2 separate regions of the Canis lupus genome follow, and region 1 is linked to region 2. The links are chromatin contacts, called in public Hi-C maps. All regions are on one chromosome and are shown on one strand. The core of a region is the stretch at or near the end of the contact, and the rest is flanking DNA. Distances in the headings are between cores, read along the strand shown. Region 1 holds the start of WDFY2 (WD repeat and FYVE domain-containing protein 2). Region 2 overlaps WDFY2 (WD repeat and FYVE domain-containing protein 2).

Region 1 (2,700 bases), core at 122-2,621, 38 kb after region 2:
GCAGGCAAATTTTTTCGATGTAGGTATGTATGCAAAGTGCATACACTGGGGAAATGACTATAAGGACAGAAACGAACACGTTACTGCTTTCCCCCTGCCTGCAAGTGTACCAGTCACAGAGAAAAAATCTCTCTAGCTCAGCATAAAGAACTGACATTAAGGGATCCCTGGGTGGCGCAGCGGTTTGGCGCCTGCCTTTGGCCCAGGGCGCGATCCTGGAGACCCGGGATCGAATCCTACATCAGGCTCCCGGTGCATGGAGCCTGCTTCTCCCTCTGCCTGTGTCTCTGCCTCTCTCTCTCTGTGACTATCATAAATAAAAAAAAAGTCTTTAAAAAAAAAAAAAACTGACATTAAGAAAACCTACCTCCTGTTTTAAGTAAAAGCCCCAAGTCCTATACCTCGACGCTGCTGCATTTTTCAGAACGTTAGTGGGTACCACTGAAACAACAGTTCCAGATAAACGCCGTGAGCACTATATTCAAGCATCAGTCCCATGGAAATCTGCTGTCATCAGCTTAATTTCTGCATATTAAATGAATTCCGTTAAAGCGCAAATGCTACTACTGGCTGAAAAACAAAGGGAACGTAGGAAAGGCAGAACAACCCGCTTCACTTCTGCAAATTAAGTAAAATTAAGCAAAAAAAAAAAAAGAAAGGAAGCGAGCAAAGGGAAGGAACTCCGAGCTGTCTGCAGCAGTGGTCCCTCGCAAGTTCTGGTGCTTCCCCTCCAAGACACCGGAGGAGGAGAGCAAAGAAGACAAGGCGCCTCTCCTTCCGGGAGTCAGACTCCGCACAGCTTGCAGTATTCGCCGAATTCGCTGTGAGGTGCGCAGGGGAGCGGGGGGCGGGGGGCGGGGGGCGGTGGGGTCCGCGCGGGGGGCGGCGCGGGCCTGCGCGGGCGGCAACCGGGGCACCGCGGCGCTCCGGGCGCGAGCAGCCTCCGGCGCGCACCTGCAGGGGCCCCCCGCCCCCCGCCCCCCGCAGGGCCGCCCCGGGTCCAGGGCCCCGCGCCCGGCCACCCGCTCCGGGCTCCGCGCTCCGGGCTCCGCGCTCCGGGCTCCGCGCTCCGGGCTCCGGGCCCCGCTCCCCCGCCCCGCGCCGCCCCGCCCCGCCCCGCCGCAGGCCCGGCCCGCACGCAGACCCCGGGGCCGCCGGGCCGTCGAGCCTCCCCGCGTGCAGGGCGGCGGCGCACCTGTCCTCCGACACGCTGATGACGCCCTCCTCCTTGGGCACGAGCACCGCCATGTTCACCACCTCCTGGGACCCCTCGACCCGCTGCAGCAGGATGGGCTTGCGGGTCAGCGGCTGCGGCTGCACCTCCGCCGCCATCGGGGGACGCGGCGCGCCGCGGGGCCGGGCCGGGGCGACGGGGCGGGCACGGGCGGAGACGGCGACTCGGGCTGACGGGGGCCGCGCCCCGGGACCGACTCCGCGCCCCCGGCTCGGGGCACCGAGACCGCCGCGACCCGGCTGCGAGCCGGCGCCACCGCCGGCGGGGGGCGGGGCCGGGGGCGGGGCCTGCGGGAGGGGCGGGGCCGGGAGGGCGGGGCCTGCCGCGGGGGCGGCCGCCGGTGGGCGCGAGGGCGGCTGCTCTTCCGGAAGAGCGGTGGGGGAGGAGCGGAAACCCCGGGCAGGAGGCGGGGCGGGGCGGGGGGGCCCCACGCGCGTGCGCCGGCCCGCTAGCCCCGCCCCCCGCGGCCCCGTCGCCGTCAGGCCCGCCCCCGGGACGCATGCGCTGTCCGTTACCTGCGGGCTCCGCGACTCGTCACCTTCCACGTCAGGGGCTCAGTCCCCGCCCTTTTGCTGTCCCGGGAGCGCGCGGCAAACACCCCCGGGAACGCGCTTGCCACGTGCCCCGCCCCCTCCGGAGTCCCCGCCAAGGGGGCGGACGCGGGGCGGGGAGAGCGCGCCAGGGCGAGGCCGGAAAGCAGCCGCCCGCAGGCAGGAAGGCGGAACGCGGTGGGACGTGACCGGGCATGCGCGCTGCTTAGCTGTCGCGAGCGGCCTCTAAGAGCAGCGGGCCGCGGCTGCGGGCACGGGCTGCTCCCAGCGTGCACCGGGGCCAGCCCGAGGGCTCCTGGGAGTTGTAGTTCTCCGGGGCCTCCTCGCCCTTCGCCTGGAACGACCTATCGCCCACCTGGCAGCCGGGCCGAGCCGGCAGGCGGTCCCTACCCGCTGGGCTCAGGCCGCTGCCTGCGACTGTGCAGCCCGGAGATGGAGACCGGAGAGAATCCCTCGCGCAGGCGTCTTCGAGGGCGTTGAGACGCCGTCTGCGCTGTGATCCGTGCGGTTTCCTTCAATGACCTTAGCGGTGCGGGGTCACTGTGGCTCCCCGGGGCCCGCGCCCCCGACCTGCCGCGGCTCCCATCCCGGGTCCAGCCTTTGCAGCTTGCTGCAGGGACAAGGGGGAGCGTTACCGAGGTCACTGCGGAGTGCTGGGTGCCTGGCGCCAGGGCTCCTTGCACGATGACCCTCCCCGACCTGTGGGACCAGGCTCGGGGGGTCCCAACAGCCCCGCCAGGGCCGGGCCTCCTGGAAGCGCGTGTCCAGAGGCAGCATGCTGCAAAGCACCTGTCTCGCTACCGCGGCCCATCTCTGCGGAAGTTCTGCGAGGCGCTTGAAAGGGAGACCGGTGTTTCCCAGTTTGGGGACCTGGAACGAGGCGTTCCACTTCTCCGAGCCTCAGGTTCCGCATCC
Region 2 (2,700 bases), core at 47-2,546:
ATGTGTCATGTTCCATACAGATAATACGAAGACAAATTCCTGGTTATAATGCATCAGTTTCCAAGGGACTCAAATTCTTTTAGGTATTTAATTAACAGCCGTAACCGTCTGCGCCCTGGATCTACTGTAGACAAAATGAATGTTTAGAGACCAAGGCAGACCAGGAGAAACCTCCACGAGCCACGGGCGAGCCGCAGCGGCTTCCTCCTGTTAACCTTCCCCACGTCACGAGGAGGACGGGACAGCGTGAGGGGCTTCCCACGTGCGGAATCTAATCCCGGAATCTCACAGGCCTCCTTCGAGGCCGCGCCTCCTCAGCTTAACACCGGAATTTGAATCTCACAGCTTTGAGAATCCTCAAAACTGAAGGACACCTGAGAGATACTGCGGGCAAGCTCCTCCCCCACTTCAGGCCCAAGGAACCTGCAAGTGCACCGTTTAAAACCATCTAGATGGACCCCAGGTGTAAGTGGGAATGTTCTAGCGAGCACACGGTCATCTCCCAGAGGACGCCTAAAGCCGCAAGACCCATCCTGCTGCTCAACCTGCTGCTGGGTCCTCCCCGTTACCTGCTGGCCGTCAGTTCCCAAGGCCCTTCGCAGACATTACAAATCGTCCAGTAGGAGGACTCCGCGGAGCCCACCATGCTGCGGGGACGGCAGTGGCGGCCGTGGGGCGTCGCGTGCCCTAGGAGTCCTCCTCCCTCCTCTCATCCGTCCACAAAGGGCGGAAGTGAAGCTCTGCCTTTATGTTTGTTTCTTAAAGATTTTACTTATTCATGAGAGACACAGAGAGAGGCAGAGACCCAGGCAGAGGGAGAAGCAGGCTCCCTGCGGGGACCCCGACGCGGGACTCGATCCCAGGATCCGGGGTCACACCCTAGGCCCAAGGTAGACGCTCCACCGCGGAGCCTCCCCGGTGCCCCTGCCTTTATTGCTGTTGTCTTTACTAACGTGACGAGAGGCACCAAAGAATTTGTAAACATCAGATTCACAAAATTCGCCAACAAAAAATTCACGGAAATGAAAACTTCCGTTAGGCTTGTTTCATTTTGCTTGAAGCCCTGCCCGTCAATCACATGAATTATGAAATACACACTTCATTATACAAAATGAAATAAACTACGAACGTTTACGCTGTTAATCATCAATCAAAATTAATCGTTTGAGCCACCAGTGGGGAAAGAGGAAGGAGCCACTTCGCGAGCCTCGCCGGGAAGCCGACGTGCGTGGGGACGGCCTTCCAACACCTCCAGTGACAGACCCGAGGAACCGCCGGAAAGGGGTGAGCGGAGGCATGTAGAGGTCAACGGACTCGGGCGTCACACATGACGGGATGGGAAGCGGAAATGTGAACCAAACAGCTTCCCTGTGCTGCACCAACGCTGCCAGCCCAGGGGGTGCAGGGCTTGAGCGTCTGCCTTCGGCCTGCGTCTCTGCCTGTCTCCTGAACAAATAAAATCTTAAAAAAAAATAAAAAATAAAGACAAACTTGGGCCTCACACCATCACCCATTTAAGTGTTGGAGATTCCCAGTGAAATTCTAAAATACGAGTTCCCCTCCAGCACGTCGCCCTGCGCAGATCACCGCAAGGTCACTGGGGTGTCAGGGGCCTGGTGGCGGCCGGGGGAAGGGGCTGCTCCAGGGCCCCAACTACAGTCTCTCTTCTATTTCTCCAGAACTTCTTCACTGGACTTCTTCATAACTAGATGAACGACGTACGACAACGTTACAACAACCCCACGGAAGCCGCTGGCAGGGGTGTGGGGGACGGAAGGCTCCATGGGGGGGAAGCCCCTCCGCGGGGGGGCAGCTTCCGCCTAGCACCCAGGGTGGGCCGAGCGCCACGGACGCAGAGCCTCAGTCCTCTCTCTGCTTGGCGCTCAGGTCCCAGGCCCTTCCTCCATGTGGTTTCCACTCCGTGGACTCCGGGGCCCTCCAGACGGGGCAAGATTTTAATGGACTCTTAGGAAGGGCAGGGACCAAGTGTTGTGGTGGCTTGGTTGCAGGTGGCTCGGGTGGAACAAATATTAAAGAGTTTGTGTATTAAAATATCTGTTTTTTAAGAAAAATGATCACTTTTAAGGTAAACAGATACATCTTTTTCCTGTTTATTACATAACCGAGGCTTAAAAACAGGGCCGTCCATCCAGCTCAGACACAGGATCAAACTCAAGAAACCTGAATTCTGCACCTGGAACAGTTGCACAAACAAGTGCTAGACACACGTGCCCTTAACAGAGGAGGAGAACACCACCGTGCCGACACTGGGAATGTCTGGCGGGAGCGTGGGCCCAGGACACGCCGGGCCAGAGACCGCCAGCAGAGTTTGCATGACCCGAGCACGTAGGTGAAGAACCCGGCACCGCTCCCTGCCTCTGCTACTGCGTCCTGGCCAAGCCGCTGCCCTGGGCTGGCCTCCCAGCTGGTCCTCCTCCTCCTGCGCCCGGCTCACCTCCACCCTGCCCTGGGCCAGCCTCCCAGCCAGTCCTCCTCCCCCTGCGCCCCGCTCACCTCCACCCTGCCCTGGGCCGGCCTCCCAGCCAGTCCTCCTCCCCTGTGCCCCCCTCCCGCCCACCCTGCCCCTGGGCAAGCCCCATCTGCACAACGTCTCCAAGGTCTCCAATGCTTCGTTCCACACGATCCTCCACCTCAAGCCCCAGCACTCTCCTCCCAGCCACAGCAGCCTCCCTGCGGACC

What was found. A called contact is a pair of places that touch in the nucleus more often than the background predicts.
Region 1: a Hi-C map of blood shows a contact between it and region 2, with 2.3 times the contacts expected there. The contact joins the promoter of WDFY2 here to the enhancer-like site in region 2. A contact is called at or near these places in 3 of 9 Hi-C or Micro-C datasets (amygdala, blood and liver).

What each region holds. Positions count from the first base shown.
Region 1 is chr22:436,536-439,235 of UU_Cfam_GSD_1.0, forward strand. It overlaps WDFY2 (WD repeat and FYVE domain-containing protein 2), which reads right to left and starts at 1,372. Exons shown (of 12, transcript XM_038569406.1): 1 at 1,196-1,372. The coding sequence starts at 1,332. It overlaps LOC119865164 (a long non-coding RNA gene), which reads left to right and starts at 573. Exons shown (of 3, transcript XR_005376111.1): 1 at 573-828.
Region 2 is chr22:398,330-401,029 of UU_Cfam_GSD_1.0, forward strand. All of the region lies in intron 1 of WDFY2 (WD repeat and FYVE domain-containing protein 2), which reads right to left. Among named protein-coding and RNA genes, the nearest start is that of WDFY2, 38 kb to the right of the region's middle. Within about 2 kb of position 1,297, at least 6 of the 20 cell types and tissues checked have an H3K27ac peak or open chromatin away from gene starts, as enhancers often do. A contact at or near this core is called in blood and liver, where this site is marked.